2 separate regions of the Mus musculus genome follow, and region 1 is linked to region 2. A link is a contact called in public Hi-C data. All regions are on one chromosome and are shown on one strand. The core of a region is the stretch at or near the end of the contact, and the rest is flanking DNA. Distances in the headings are between cores, read along the strand shown.

Region 1 (7,133 bases), core at 2,827-5,326, 7.5 Mb after region 2:
GGAGGAACCAAGAAGTGTATCCTCTGGTATTCAATGCACTTCCTCTATTTCTGTCAAGACAACTTTCTAGAAAGTGAAATATGCTTGGCTTTTGAAAGGTGAAATGCAAAAAAAATTTCATATCTTACTGACAAAAACCAAGAAACATTCCAAAGCACAAGAGAATCATTTTAGTAACTTTTCTTGTTGATGTGATATTTATTTACTTATGTATCTATTTATGTCTTTATGCATGTATGTATATATTTAGTGTGTGTGCATGTGTGTGTTTGCGCGCATGTGCATGTGCATGTGCGTGCCTGTGTGCGTGTGTGTGCGTGTGTATGTGCGTGTGTGCGTGTGTGTACATGAATACCACAGCTTATGTGGCATGTGTTTGGAGGCAGGAGAACTTTAGAGTTGATTTTCTCCTTCTTCCAGGCACCCCAGGGACTGAATTGTGTCAGCAGGATTGGCAGCAAGTTCCCTTCCTTACTGATCTAACTCAAGTGAAGACTTAGTTTGGCTCATAGTTTAAGGGAGTATAGGCCACAAGAAAGAAAAGGTGTGGCAGCAACCACATTATGTCTGTAACCAGAAGGCAGAGAGATGAATTCCTGTGCTCAGCTTGACTTCTCTTTATTTAGTCTGGGACTCCCACATTCAGGATGGGTCTCCTCTCCCTGTTAAACCTAGAAATACCACAATTGACACACCAGAGGTATATTTCCATAGTGATTCTAAATCTAGTCAAGTTGATCAAGAAGATTAATTGTGGCCAGTAGTAATGCTCAACAGTCTGAACATTTTAAAGTTAAGTCATAAGTTGCTTCCTTTAATTGAAAAGGAAAATGCTGTTAGGAAAGAAAAACTTTGCTGAGGTTGCTAAAATCTGTGCGATAGTGGTTTGAATGAGAATGTCTTCCCCCTGCCCCATAGGTTCCTATAGTTGAATACTTGGGCCTCAGTTAGTGGAACTGTTTGGGAAGGATTCAGGGATGTGGCCTTGTTGGATGAGGTGTGTCACTGAGGTTGAGCTCTGAGGTTTCAAAAGCCCCTCCCAGGCTAGGGTTTCACTTTCTACCTGCTGCCTGTGGATCAGGATATAAAGCTCTCAGCTACTGCTCTAACACCATGCTCTGCCTCCTGCCACAATGATTATGGACTAACCTTCTGAAACTGTAAGCAAGCCACCCCCAAATGACTTCTTCTTATAAGAGACCTTGCTTGTGGTTCTTCACAGCAATAGAACAGTAGCTAAGACATGGTTAAGATCACATCTTCTAGCCATCAAAAGAAAAAATTTTGTGGTAGTTTTGCATGGCTATTTCAATGGCAAGAGTTGCAGTGTATTAAAAGAACATTGTTGGGCTGATGAGATGGCTCAGCGGTTAAGAGCACTGGCTGCTCTTCTAGAGGTCATGAGTTCAAATACCAGCAACCACATGGTGGCTCACAACCATCTGTAATGAGAAACAAATTTAAAAAAGACCTATGGGCTGGAGTGAACAGGGCCAAAGCGAGTGAACAGGACTGGAGCAAGAGGGAAAAAGGGAAGTGGTGGGAGGGCATAGTTATGACGGAAAAGACATTACATTTCCATATATATGGAAAAAATATCACATATGTAGGATTGTATCCACTTGGAATCTTGGAACATTTTCTGTGAATAAGAGTACCTGTTCTTCTATGTCAATCAAATAAGTGTAATACAAATTTTAAAAAAGTAAGTCCTTGCCAAATATGTATGGGTGGCAAAGACATAAATACCCTTCCAAAGTAATAAATATGTCATTAGACAATTGCAAGATTAGACAGTGGGCTAATACTATGTACATATTAGAATAGACAAATCTAAAACACTGACTCTTAATGCTGGGTAAGTGCAAAATGAGATAAATATTTAGAAGACAGTTTGGTAGTTTCTTATATAGATGGTCCTTTTATCATATGGTCCCATGATTACTCTAAATATTGAGCTTAATGAGATGAAAACTTATATTCACACAAAAATTTCCACACACAAGTGCACGCACACACACACACTCCTATCTCTTAGGAAGAAGAGAGAATTGAAAAGCTTACAAATTATTTCATGAGAGATTGTATCCTTGGATCGATAATGATGTATTTGTCAAAACTGTACAATACTCAGTAATTATAATATATCAATATTGGCTGATCAATTGTAATATATGTACAATCTTACTTCAAGTTATTAATAGAAGGGGACTTGGGGTGGGGAAAGAAAAATATGGGATCTCTCTATACTGTCTGTGAAATTTATTGTAAAACTGCTCTTAAAAAGGGCACATCCCTGGAATCCCAACGTTGGGAGGTGGAAATAGGAGATGTACAATTTTCACATCAGCTTGGGCTACTTAACTGGCTTAAAAAAATTGTGGGTTAGGGATATAGATCCTTTTAGAGTACTTGCCTAACCTCAAGATCCTAGGTTTGATTTCCAGAACTGGAGAAAAACAAGAGTATGAGTGGACTTTTAGACTTAAAGGTATTTCTTTGGTTTTGTTTTTTGTTTTTCCTAGCTGAGGGAGAAGAATATGCACGTTTACTTGCTGTTCCCTCCCCACATAGTCTTGTTAAGCAGAAGATAGACATGAAAAACGTCGGTAAAAGGGGAATCCCACAGACAGCTTGAGTCCTGTTCCTTGTTTAGATAGCCTGCCAGTCTATTGTAAAATCCTGGCCTCAGCCTTCAGTGTGAAACCTCAATTTTATTTTTTTTTTATTTTTTTTATTTTTTTAAAGATTTATTTATTGATTATATGTAAGTACACCGTAGCTGTCTTCAGACACTCCAGAAGAGGGCGTCAGATCTCGTTATGGATGGTTGTGAGCCACCATGTGGTTGCTGGTATTTGAACTCTGGACCTTTGGAAGAACAGTCGGGTGCTCTTACCCACTGAGCCATCTCACCAGCCCCCGAAACCTCAATTTTAAAAAGAAGAAAATGTCCTAAGGGAAGGTCATGAGATCAAATACAAGACCTTGAACAAATCTAACAAATGAATAGACAGTGTCTAGTTGAAAGCAATTCTGGCAAACATACAGGAGAATGGAGACATTTTAAGCCTCCTCAGCAGAGCACGACAAAGAGACAGTTATATAAACCCTGAGAGGGAGATAGCCTAGGCACTGAGCTGATCCACCCCACTCTCTCCCTGATGGCCTGTTCCTACTTTTGCTGATCTGCTTTTGTTTTGCTACAACTTTGTGTCTTGATGGGTGGTTCCTGAGAGGACCAGAATAGAGAAAAATTCCTTCTTAACACTCCCTAGGACTATGTATAGTTTCAAGTGTCCAGCACTTGACAGAGAAACTATTCATAAAATTAAAACAAACACACTTTTTATTTTGAGGCAGGGTCTCACGGAGTAGTAGTCTAGGCTGGTCTGAAGCTCAAACTCTTCCTTTGTCCTTTAAATGCTGGAATTGGCAGACTGCTTGTCAGCCAGAAATAGACTTTGTGCTCTCTCTTATATTCGTGACGTTTCATTTATATACCTTTTTGAACCTTATAAGAATTAATCCTCATAATCAGCTCGTGGGATTATTCATCATATTTAACATTTTCATAAACGAGAAAATTTTCCTTTCGTTTGCTGAGACAAGTTGTCTCCCTCCCTCTTTCTCCCTTTCCCTCATTTTTTGAGACACGGTCTCATGTAGCTCAAGCTGGGATTCAACTCCTGGCTGGCCTTGTGTGTGCTCTTTTCTTCTCTTTGAAAACAGTGTCTTTTCAGATTCCCTCATTGCATGGTTTTGTTTGGAGAGCATGCCTCGTGGGAGGCATACGGTGCCGTGTGTCTAGATTTGGCACACTTTCCTATCTTCTAGAACTCATCGCCTCTCGCAGGCGTCGTGGCTCCGCTACTCCGGAGAACCACGGGATTTGGACCACTGCAAACACCGTAGTCCCCGCCCCTCTTTTTTTTTTTTTTTCCCTGCCCCTTTGGGCTCGCAGAAGGCGCCCTCCGCCGCGCTGGAGGAGGCGGGGCTTACGGCTTAAGTCAGCAAGCTGCGATGGGATTGGTGGAGGCTTGAGACGACAGCGTCCTGTTTACCGGAAGTACTGCAGTTTTCCCCCTAGCTGGAGCCTCGGCCTGGGAGGTTGGAGAGCTGCCCCGGAAGTCATCTCCCGGTCCCCCGCCCGCGGCAGACATGGCGGTGGACTCGTCTATGGAGCTGCTATTTTTAGATACTTTTAAACATCCGAGCGCTGAGGTAAGGCCTCGCGACCCGATTTCGACACGGCCCCTCAGTTCCGGTACCCCTGCTGCGGAGTCGGGGGCCGTCCGGGCGGTGTCCTCCCTCAGTCGCGCGCGCGCGGGGGTCCTCTGGTCCACACCCCCTCCCCCAGCCCGGTGCGAGCCCGGTGGCCCTGGGCGGCGGCCCTGCCTTTCTCGGCTTTGATTTGGGGCCCGCGGCTTCAGTCGAGTCAGTCGCGCTGCTGACAGTTTGTCCTGTCAGCGTTGAGTCCTGCGGAGGGTCCTTGGTCTCAGGTGTACTTCGGGTGGGATGCAGGCGTGAGCTTGGGCATCTGGTTTTTGACAGTAGTGTCGGGTTCTGGATGCCCTCAGGGTACGGACTATCCAGGATCCTAAGTCCTCTTCTATCTCTCTTCTAACGGCGGTCTCATTGCTCAATTTGTCATAGCACTTCAATAGTTTGGGAAGGAATTCACCTATTAGGACATGACAGATCTACGAGAATCTCCTTTGCGTGGAGGACACTTGCGAATCATGCAGTATTGAAGGACTAAAGACTGTCATTAGAAAGCAAGTCTGTTGTTTTCAGGGGACGAAGGTGGGGTGTTGCGTAGTTTTGTGTACAGAATTACTTTAGCGTCCCTGAAAGGCCTTGGAATTCTTAAGTTGAATGTACTGAATGTAGCGAATTAACGAAGATTCGCAAAAATGAACTATAACGAAGTCCACAGAGAAATTCGGCTGCGAGGAAGAGAGAGTAAATGAACAAGCCTCATATTTGTTTGTTTCACCGGAAACCTAATCATTTCGAGAGTCATTCTTTGGGGATTGTCTTGTTTCTATGAAGACTGTATTCTTTTTTTTTTTTTTTTTTAAGATTTATTTATTTTATGTATGTGGGTACGCTGTCGCTGTCTTAAGACACACCAGAAGAGGGCATCAGATTCCTTGTGAGCCATCATGAGGTTGCTGGGACTTGAACTCAGGACCCCTGGAAGAGCAGTCAGTGCTCTTAACCGCTGAGCCATCTCTCCAACCCTACTGTACTCTTAATATGACAACATGAAAGTAGGGTAGAGTGTCTCCTATTCTTTCTCGGTTGTATGTCCTGGGTTTAGACCGTACCTAGGAAAACATAAGCATCTGAATGAGAAGAGATTTAAAATGTTCTCTTATGAAGTAATGAAATGAGTACGGCTGCATTTTCTTGAATAAATGAATGAGTGACTGCTGGGCTATGTAATTCCAGCCAGACTTGAGAAAACGCAAAATGGCTGCCAAACGCAAAATTGTTACCAGAACAAACATCTTTATGGAAGTAGAGAACAATAAAATTTAAAGAAAGAACCAGGCATGGCATTAATGTTTTTTATCCCAGTACTTGGGAAGCCCAGGTAGGCAGATCTTTGTGAGTTTGAGGCCAGTGAACTCTCATAGCAAGTTCCAGGACAGTCAGGGTTACATAGTAAGAGTCTGTCTTAAAACAATTTTTTTTGGAAGAAGCATACATACCTAGTACTAGTCTACCAAGCAATTTGTCATTCTTTCAGGCTTTTCTATCCTTCGTTCTTAGACAAAAATTAAGGATCCTAGGAAAACAGAGCAGGTTAAAAAAATACTCTCCGGGAGTGGTTGAAGGTTTAGAAAAAAAAAATCCCATTTGACTTTATCTTGGAAGAGTAGGGGTTTGTAAGAGGTATAGAAATGTTTGGTTCGAGTTAGAATATGTTGTGTAAAGAGGTACACTGGGAATCCTGTGAAGTTTACAGTCTTATCTCCAAAATGCCTAATCACTGGAGTGTAGAGGATGAATGGCATTAACTGAATCACAAAGCACACCTTAATCTCAGCACTTGGGAGGCAGAGGCAGGTGGATCTCTGTGATTTCTAGGCCAGCCTAATCTATAGAGTGAGTTCCAGGACAGCCAGGACTATGCAGAGAAACCCTGTCTAGCAAAACTAAACAAAAAAGCCAAAAAGCCCAACTTAGTTTACAAAACAAAAGGCACTAAAACCAAACAAAATTCTTTTTTTTTTTTTTGGACTGGGGCTAACTTGCAGTGTGAACTAGGGCTGGTTTAGAACTCAGAGATTCACCTACCTCAGCCTCCCTGGAACCAGGATTAAAGGTGGGTGCCACCATTCCCAGCCAAACAAAGTCCGTATTCAGTGTCTGATGTAGGACACTCTAGTTGATACTTATTTAGCTCTCTTTGTGAACATAAAGGTACAGAATTTTGGTGAGAGGCTATTCCTTTGTGAATATCAAGGGAGATTTCATTAACGCAAGTGACATATTAAGTTGATCTTGGTAAAATGGGAACTGTTTCTTTGATTGTGGGAAAGGAGGGCTGCTGTCGTCAGTCTTCTGTTAGGTTATGCCCAGACCAGCTGTATGAATTGATGCCTGACAGGCCATGTCTTGGAGCGCCTTAAATGTTCAAGAATAGTACAGACTCTTTGTTGGAAGTCTTTCGTTATTGAGCAGGGGGATTATATGATTAGTAAGCTAGATAGATTAATTGGTCAGTCATAGAATAAAAAAGTCAGTGAAAATGGGTAGCAAAGTCAGAATGGGTGAGTGAGGTGCAGTGAAAGCTAGTTAGCAGATGGAATTGATCCCTGGAGCTTTTCCTGAGCTAGGGACAGTGCTTTGGTTATTTGAAGGAATTTTCTCTGATCTATTAGTTTTGAAAGTTGTTTTCATTTTATAGATAAGCAATGGTAAAAGGTCAGGTGGTTTCTTTGAACTGACATGGCTACCTTAAGGTAAAATGACATTCTGAGCCATGCCTGCATTCCGGACATCTAGAGAAGAAGTACAAGCTCATGGCTCCCTGGGCGACATAGAAGACAGACAAAAACAAGGTGTGTGAGATGGCTGCATGAGCAAAGCCCCTGACGCCAATCCTGAGAACTTCAGTG
Region 2 (7,133 bases), core at 1,309-3,808:
CTTTTGAAAATACTGCGGACATCTAAGACACAAGAGCAGACACAAGAGCAGATAGGAGCTAACGATTAGCAAACATTTCCTGGTAAACACAAATCATTTCAGCGGAAAAGATACAAATCCATAGGTTTCAGGATATCCAAGCATTTTCATTTTCAAAGTGCAAAGTTATAACATATGCATAGGATGGACTATATATAATTTTGAAATATATATATAAACTTTTCCATGGTCTTCATGAGAGCCACTCCCGCCTCCCCAGAAATGTCTACTGTTTACAATGTTAAGGAGTCTCCACCACTTTGCCTGTAAGTTTCAACCAGAAGTCCTCAGTGTACCTGAAGCCAAACTGAGCATTAGGTATTTTACAAAATGGCTGTAAACCCCCATTATGGGCATACATGGCTCTTTGATCTCACTGCACAGAATTCATAAGTGTTCAATAATGCTATACCATTACACCACACACCTTCAACTTTTTCCATTTTTCCACAATTCTTTCCAAAATCAGCTTCCAGAGCAAAGCAATGTAACATGAAAAGTTTCTGGGAGGGCTTGTTACATAAAAGAACAGCGTGGATGAAAACTAAGCCACACACACATCCATCTTCTGCTGGGCTTGTTTATCCCTCCTCTCCCTCCATCACTCCTAAACGGGGGGTGCACTTGAGTAATGGAAAGAGAAGGCTCTTCCATCACCACACACTTCCAGCACCTCTGACTTTGGTCCTCTGTAAGTCTGCATAGGTGATGAAAACCCTAAGAAAAGAGAAGCTGTCCCTTTAAAATGCCCTGCTCTGTCCCAGATCCCACGTGGAACCAACATCAGCAGCACTTTCCCACTAACATCAATGTGATGCAAGAGGCACCATCCTTTTATATACATAAAACCAGAAAACTTCAGTCCAACATTCCTTAGTGAGGGCGAACAGGTGAAGCAAACGAGCCAGGAAGGGAGAAACCAAACAACTCCCCACCCCTCCCCAGAAGGTTCGCCAGTCTTGCCCTCCAGTCTCTCTGGGCAACAGCACCTTTCCACCCCTCCTCTGGAGAGCCCAGCTTAAAGAAAGGAGGGAGCCACTAACAAAACCCGAGGCATAAATGCGACGAAAATGCAATCTAAAGCCGGAAAGGTTTATTCTTCCAATCACACATATTAACTCTATTAAGAAAATGGCATCACTTTTTTTCCTACCCCAAAAAGCAACCTCCTCACAGATCATTAAAAGGGAGTTATAAAATAGCAAATATAGTGTTTATCTTATCTCAGATCAGTCCACATTACCAATAAGTTTAGTAGTTTCTGCACTACCACCTCCCCCTCCCTCCCCCTGCTTCTCTTGCATTGGATTTTCACGTTTTCTCATTGTCGGTGGAGTTATAAAAGGCTTTTGCCCTTCGAAAGTTTTAAAAAATAAATAAATATTAACTCCTTGGTCCCTGCAAAGTCCAAATGGACTTCAGGGGAAAGGCGGTTCACACTTTTACCTTTGGCGAGAAAGGGGGGCGCATCCCGGATTTTTAGGGATTTTTTGCGATTTTTTAACAATTTTTATTTGGTTATATGCCTGAGTTCTCCCTCCATTTTGGTTGTTTATGATACTGACAACAAGCTGTCCCTGCTCCGTCCCGATCTCCTGCTTTCATTTAGCACCCCCTCCCCCTACGCCCCCGTCGCCACCCGGCTGGGTCCGGCGCCCCGCGGACCCCGCACCCCGACTCGGCTCTCCCACCTGGGCAGGAGGGCAAAAACAAATGCATTTCTCCAGAAAAGAAAAACCTCTTCGGAAAAGGGGGCAAAGTTACCCCAAGTCACTCCCAGTACCCCCCAAATATTGCCGACCGCGGGTCTCCGCCAGGCCCTCTGGGAAGCGACCTTCCCCCGGGATGTTTTGGTGGAAAACGCGGAGAGTTTCCTCTCAAAACCGAATTTATATTAATTTTTCCCTTATTTTTCGGGTCTCTAATGTCTTCCGCTCTCTCTGCTGCCGCTGCCGCTGTCACAATATTCACAGCACCAGAGAGGAGGAGGAGGAGGAGGAGGAAAACTTTTCAAACTTTCCAGACCCTGAATAAAAGGGTTTTTTTTTTCCCACCGACCTCACCTTCGGGTCCCCAGTCGCGTCGCCCCCTGCCCTGTCAGCAGCGACCTCGGGAGTCCTTGCAGCCCCGCCGCACGATTTTATTTGATTTTTTATTATTATTTTTCTCTCTGGGGTCCTGAGCAGGGGCTGGGAGTAGCACAAACTTTTCCTCCTCCTGCCGCCGCCGCGGCTCCTCTGCCCCCTCGGCTAGTCCCATAATTTAAATAACCCTGATATTCCTCCCGCTAAACGCCTCCCCGCCGCCCCGGACCCCCGGAGAACTCACCGCGGAGCTTTAACATCCTCCCTCCGGCCCGTCCGCCGCCTTTACACCGCCCGCGGAATTTCTAATAATTTTTTTCTCATATTTCGGGCTGGACGCGGCGGGCCTGGAAATTGTTTCCTTACGCCTCTTTCCAGCAGCCATTGTAGTGTATGCGCTGCCCCTGCAGCTCAACTTGCAGCTGCCGCCGCCGCCGCCGCCGCCGCCGCAGCCGCCGACGTCGCGCCCACCGCCGCCTCCTACCCCCCCCCACCCCCCCCCCCGCCCGCTCGGCCGCCGCCCCCGCCCCCGCCCCGCGCCCGCCCGCCGGCCCGCCCTGGCCCCCGCCCGCCGAGGTGCCCGCCCTCCTCACGCTCCGCCCAGGGCCTGGCCAGTCCGAGCGGCCGCCGCCGGGTCCAGATGAGCTCATTGGTTGACGTGGCTGCCCATCAGGCCGAAGTGGTAAGAGCGATGCTGAAGGGCGGGGGGCGCGGTGGGGCGGGGAGAAGGCGGGGTCTCACGCCGTCCCACCCGCTCCTCCTGCTTGAGCCCTCCTCCCGCTGCCCGGGGGCGGAGCGAACTGAGCCCGCCCCAACCTCACAGAGTTCCGCGCGCCTGTCAATCTGGCAGCGGCGTGCGTGGATTGGACAAGCTGGAACGGGGGGCGCGGGGGCAGCACGTTGGGGTGCGCGCTACTTAAGGTCCTGCTGCGTGAGCCACTGACGTGTTTGGAACTGCAGCCGGCCCGGGTGCTGGCTGAGTGGTGGCCTGTGGTGAGTGGTCTCCGGCCCCTCCCTCCCTGGACAGCAGGCCCGGGACAGCACTGCGCCGAGGGCAGACCCTAGTTCGTGGCGCCAAACCCTCCGCGGCGCGGCATGCTCCTGCCGCTACTCACGCCACGCGATTCGTCCGGCCGGGGCAGCGGAAGGTGACCCCATGCAGGTCTGGGCACCCCGGATTGTGTCACTCCCCTCCTTGCCCTCCCCAGGTCCCCGCTCTACGCCGCCCCCTTCCTTCCCAGCCCCTTTTGTGGTGTTTACCTGTGCCCGCCCTCCACCGTCCGATTCTGCGGCGCGGCACCTCGGAAGGCGGTGCGGTCCGGGAGTTACATTCTTGGAGATTCGTCTCCGACCTCTCAGATCCCTGTGATGTGTACTTTGACATTTTGTCCCTGGTACTCTGTACCCAGGTTTATGGTGTGCTGTATTTCTGTTTCCGGATTTAACACTCACAGACCAGACTCTGAGAAGCCTGGGGGGCCTGGACTTGTTCAGTAACGTGCCCTTCCCCCACTGCGGATCAAAGCTGCGAAGAGTGGGAAATCAGGAACTTTTTTGGTAAGCAGTTTGCCCTTTAGAGTAGATTTTAGCACTATTTCTCAGATGTGCTGTAGGTTTGCAGTCTTCCCTCAGGCTGGTTTTCTTTCTGAATGTCATCTTGGAAGTAGTACAGTGTTGTAACAGTTGTTCACTCCTGCACCTTCAAAAAGTAAACAGATAAGGCCTCTTTAGCAGGGCACTCCATCTTGTCCTTCAGCCACACTCCTCCATGTAAATTGACATTTCCTCTTCCTTTTCTGTTAACACAGGAATTCATACGAAGGAGGTGACATTAGGAAAACCATGTTTATAGTGCATTTAGTATCCAGAATAAAAAGCAGTAAAACGGGAATAGCCTGAAGCAGCAAATTTGATGCCTGTTTTGTGTGGATACTTTTTAAAAGAATTTCTGGCTGATGATAATGAAACAACAGAATCTCATGATCAGGACGCAGTGTGAATTGTGTTCGTATCAGATTGTCGAGATTATTATATGCATGAACGATCAAGCGGAGCTCTGTGGGAGACATGAAGAGAAGACTGTAGATTTTCTTAGTTCTGGTATTCTCTCAGGAAGAGGCAGTCTTGTAAACTATCTTCCGAAGAGGAAAGGCTTCTAGAGATAGTTGGACTTTGTACTGAGTGCCCTTCCTGTCAAGACGCTTCTACTGGCTGGGTATTTTCAATGAAGTTCATGGCATAAATGATTATTTGGTGATTACTGAAAGTTAAAGGACTCAGAGTAATCAGATTCTATCTCCGGGAAAAGTTGGGCTCCTTTAGCTTAGACATCCCGATCTTTACCAGAATGGAAGAAGTTGGACTGGATGGCCATTGATTCAGAATATGTTCACTTCTTAAGAGTTTATGGGCTTGAATTACTTTTCTGGAATATACATTATTTTGTTTAACATTGTTTTTGGTGACATTTCATACAAAACGTTGGACTTCTCTGAAAAGGCCCATGCATGTTTGTTTTGTTCTGTTTTTTAATTCAGTAGAGTTGTGTACTTCATACTGCCTTATTTCTCTGGCATCTGCTTTGATTTTTCGGTAGAAAAGTGATTAAACTAGAGTAGCATTTGGGTGTGTAAGCCAGATCAGCCCCTTAAGCTAAGTAGAGGACGTTTTTTCAAAGATGGTGGGTGGCTCATCAATACCTTATCGATATATTGAGATAAATGAAGCCCTTTCTCAAATAATTGTGACTTGTGTTTTTTTTTTTTTTTTTTTTTTTTTTAACCTCTTCCCCTGCAAGAGAATTGTACAGTTTCATTTGAACTGGGATTTGAAGAGCAGTTGTACTTGACCATGACTGATTGGCTGACTTCATAAAGTGTATGACTTGACTTCCAATAGCTAATTGGCTCTTAGGGTAATGTGATGTCTTTAATGGATAAAACCTTTGCAAAGCTGTATTTTTAAGACTCAAATTGGAAAATTACTGAGCCACAGTAGCATTCTCTGACCTCCTTCAACCCATGGAAAGTATTAATCTACATAGAAGGTAGAAAGGGAATTGAAAAATTCATTCATTGTTTTTTTAACTATGGCTTTTTAGAATGTTAAGTAAGCAGTAACTTGACTTTTGTTTGTGTGTGTTTCATTGTTTCCTATAGAGTACCTTCTACTTTGAAAATTAAATTTTGTGGGTAAATTAAATTAAAAGTACTTGTGGGGCTGATGACATTTTCTGGTCATTTCCTTCTGACCTGTTTTTCTGTCGCCTGCCTTCAGTAAGAAGACAAGATGCCCATGGTCACTCGGCGGCTGAGAGATCCTGACATAAACCCTTGCTTGTCGGTAGGGTGCTTTGCTTTTCATTGTCATGAGGGTTAACTTGGAAAAACCAATATTAATTTTGTGGGTATCTGTCCTAAGCAGTTATTGAATAAAATATTTTTCTGTGAAAAAGATATTCCTGGCCAGTGTATTTTATTTCACTATAACACTTAAAAATGACCAAAATGTGCCTAACAAAGACTCTGTTCTTCAATTCTGCTTAACTGTGGAATAAACAGGGTTTGGTTGTCACTGTAAAACTTGTATATGTAGCACTAAGGAAAGTCCTTAGTCTACACATGGGACAGTACAGCAAATTTACAACCAATGGTTTTCATCACAGCAATTATTTAATCTGCCTTTGAGACAGCCTGGCTTGAGTCATGGGTTCACAGTAGGATTAGCTTATGTTAAGCTCAATGGTTTTCACAAAGGTATCTTATAGACAGCATTGTGTTGCAAAAATAAGTTTTTGTTGACATTAATTGGATATAGCTTGCAACACTTTGTTGTGGCTTTGCCATTCCTGAGAAATACAATGTAAATACTATATTGTTGCTATGAGGAATATTAATCCACCATCCTTTATGGGGTTTTCAAAAATACACATTACACAGTATACATCCATTGGTTTATATCATCTGTTTCCAGCATTAAGTATTGTTTAGGCAAGATAGTTTTTTTAGGCCTGTGAAGCAGATTCCCTGCGTATTTGAAACTTTATTTTAGATAACTTCTCATAGTCCTACCTTTCACTTTGAAGCTTGTTGTACAATCTGCTTCTAGTTCAGGCAGCTTAAGTTTAATTACCAGTAGTACCTACTTCATTTTAAACTCATGGCCTTGTGCTGCTTTCTTTTTGAAGTCACATTAATGATAACTATTAAAGCTGCCTGTGTAATAGTATGCTTGCATAACGGAGTGAATGAATGATAGCCAAAAGTGCACCAAGATGGGTGCTGTTAATTTAGGTTGCCTTGATGTAGATCATTTACTTGTGTAATTTACTTGGAACCTCAAACCAAGCGTTAAGATCAAAACATCTAGTCAAACTGAGATCTAGGGAAAGCCAGGAGAGCTGCACTGAGCTGTGGGAGGCTGGTTTCTGCTGCTTGCAGTGTAGCCATGCTCAGAGCTCCTGATACCTTACTTCAGCTCCTGGAACAAATGACCATGATCAGGGCTTTGACTCAAACTCATGTGATCAGATGCTTAGAAAACTGGCCCAGACTGGGCAAAAAAGATGTCTTTTTTAAGTTGAGTGATTTCTGGAGTAGTTGGCTATTATTTTTATAAGTCTTCCCACCACCATGCACAAAAATAAGCCATTTGATATCTTTTCAGGGGAAAACAGCTTCAGAAGTCTTTGTGTTTGGGTCTTTAATAGATCACATTCTACATTTTAAATGATGATCTCTTACATATTTAAGGAATCTGATGCTTCTACCAGATGCATGGATGAAAATAACTATGACAGGGAAAGGTGTTCCAGTTACTTCTTGAAGTACAAAAACTGCCGGCGATTCTGGGTAAGCCCAACTTCTCAAGCTTCTTAGGCTTGTGGCCGTAGCTGAGAATAACCAGTAATCCACAGTTTCCCAGTGATGGCTGTAGGTACACTTACTCTTTGACCTTATCTTCTGAGTGGGATTTTAGTTCTGTGGCATCCTTGAGCGCTTGTTTCATTCT

Evidence for each region. Hi-C and Micro-C count contacts between places; a contact is called where the count stands out from the background.
Region 1: a contact with region 2 is called in a Hi-C map of CD8 T cells, with 4 times the contacts expected there. The contact joins the promoter of Virma here to the promoter of Plag1 in region 2. A contact is called at or near these places in 2 of 484 Hi-C or Micro-C datasets (CD4 T cells and CD8 T cells).

What each region holds. Positions count from the first base shown.
Region 1 is chr4:11,481,882-11,489,014 of GRCm38.p6, forward strand. It overlaps Virma (vir like m6A methyltransferase associated), which reads left to right and starts at 4,077. Exons shown (of 24, transcript NM_001347055.1): 1 at 4,077-4,224. The coding sequence starts at 4,162.
Region 2 is chr4:3,935,847-3,942,979 of GRCm38.p6, forward strand. It overlaps Plag1 (pleiomorphic adenoma gene 1), which reads right to left and starts at 2,559. Exons shown (of 6, transcript NM_019969.3): 1 at 2,368-2,559. It overlaps Chchd7 (coiled-coil-helix-coiled-coil-helix domain containing 7), which reads left to right and starts at 3,042. Exons shown (of 5, transcript NM_181391.4): 1 at 3,042-3,285; 2 at 3,533-3,680; 3 at 5,400-5,465; 4 at 6,875-6,973. The coding sequence starts at 5,412.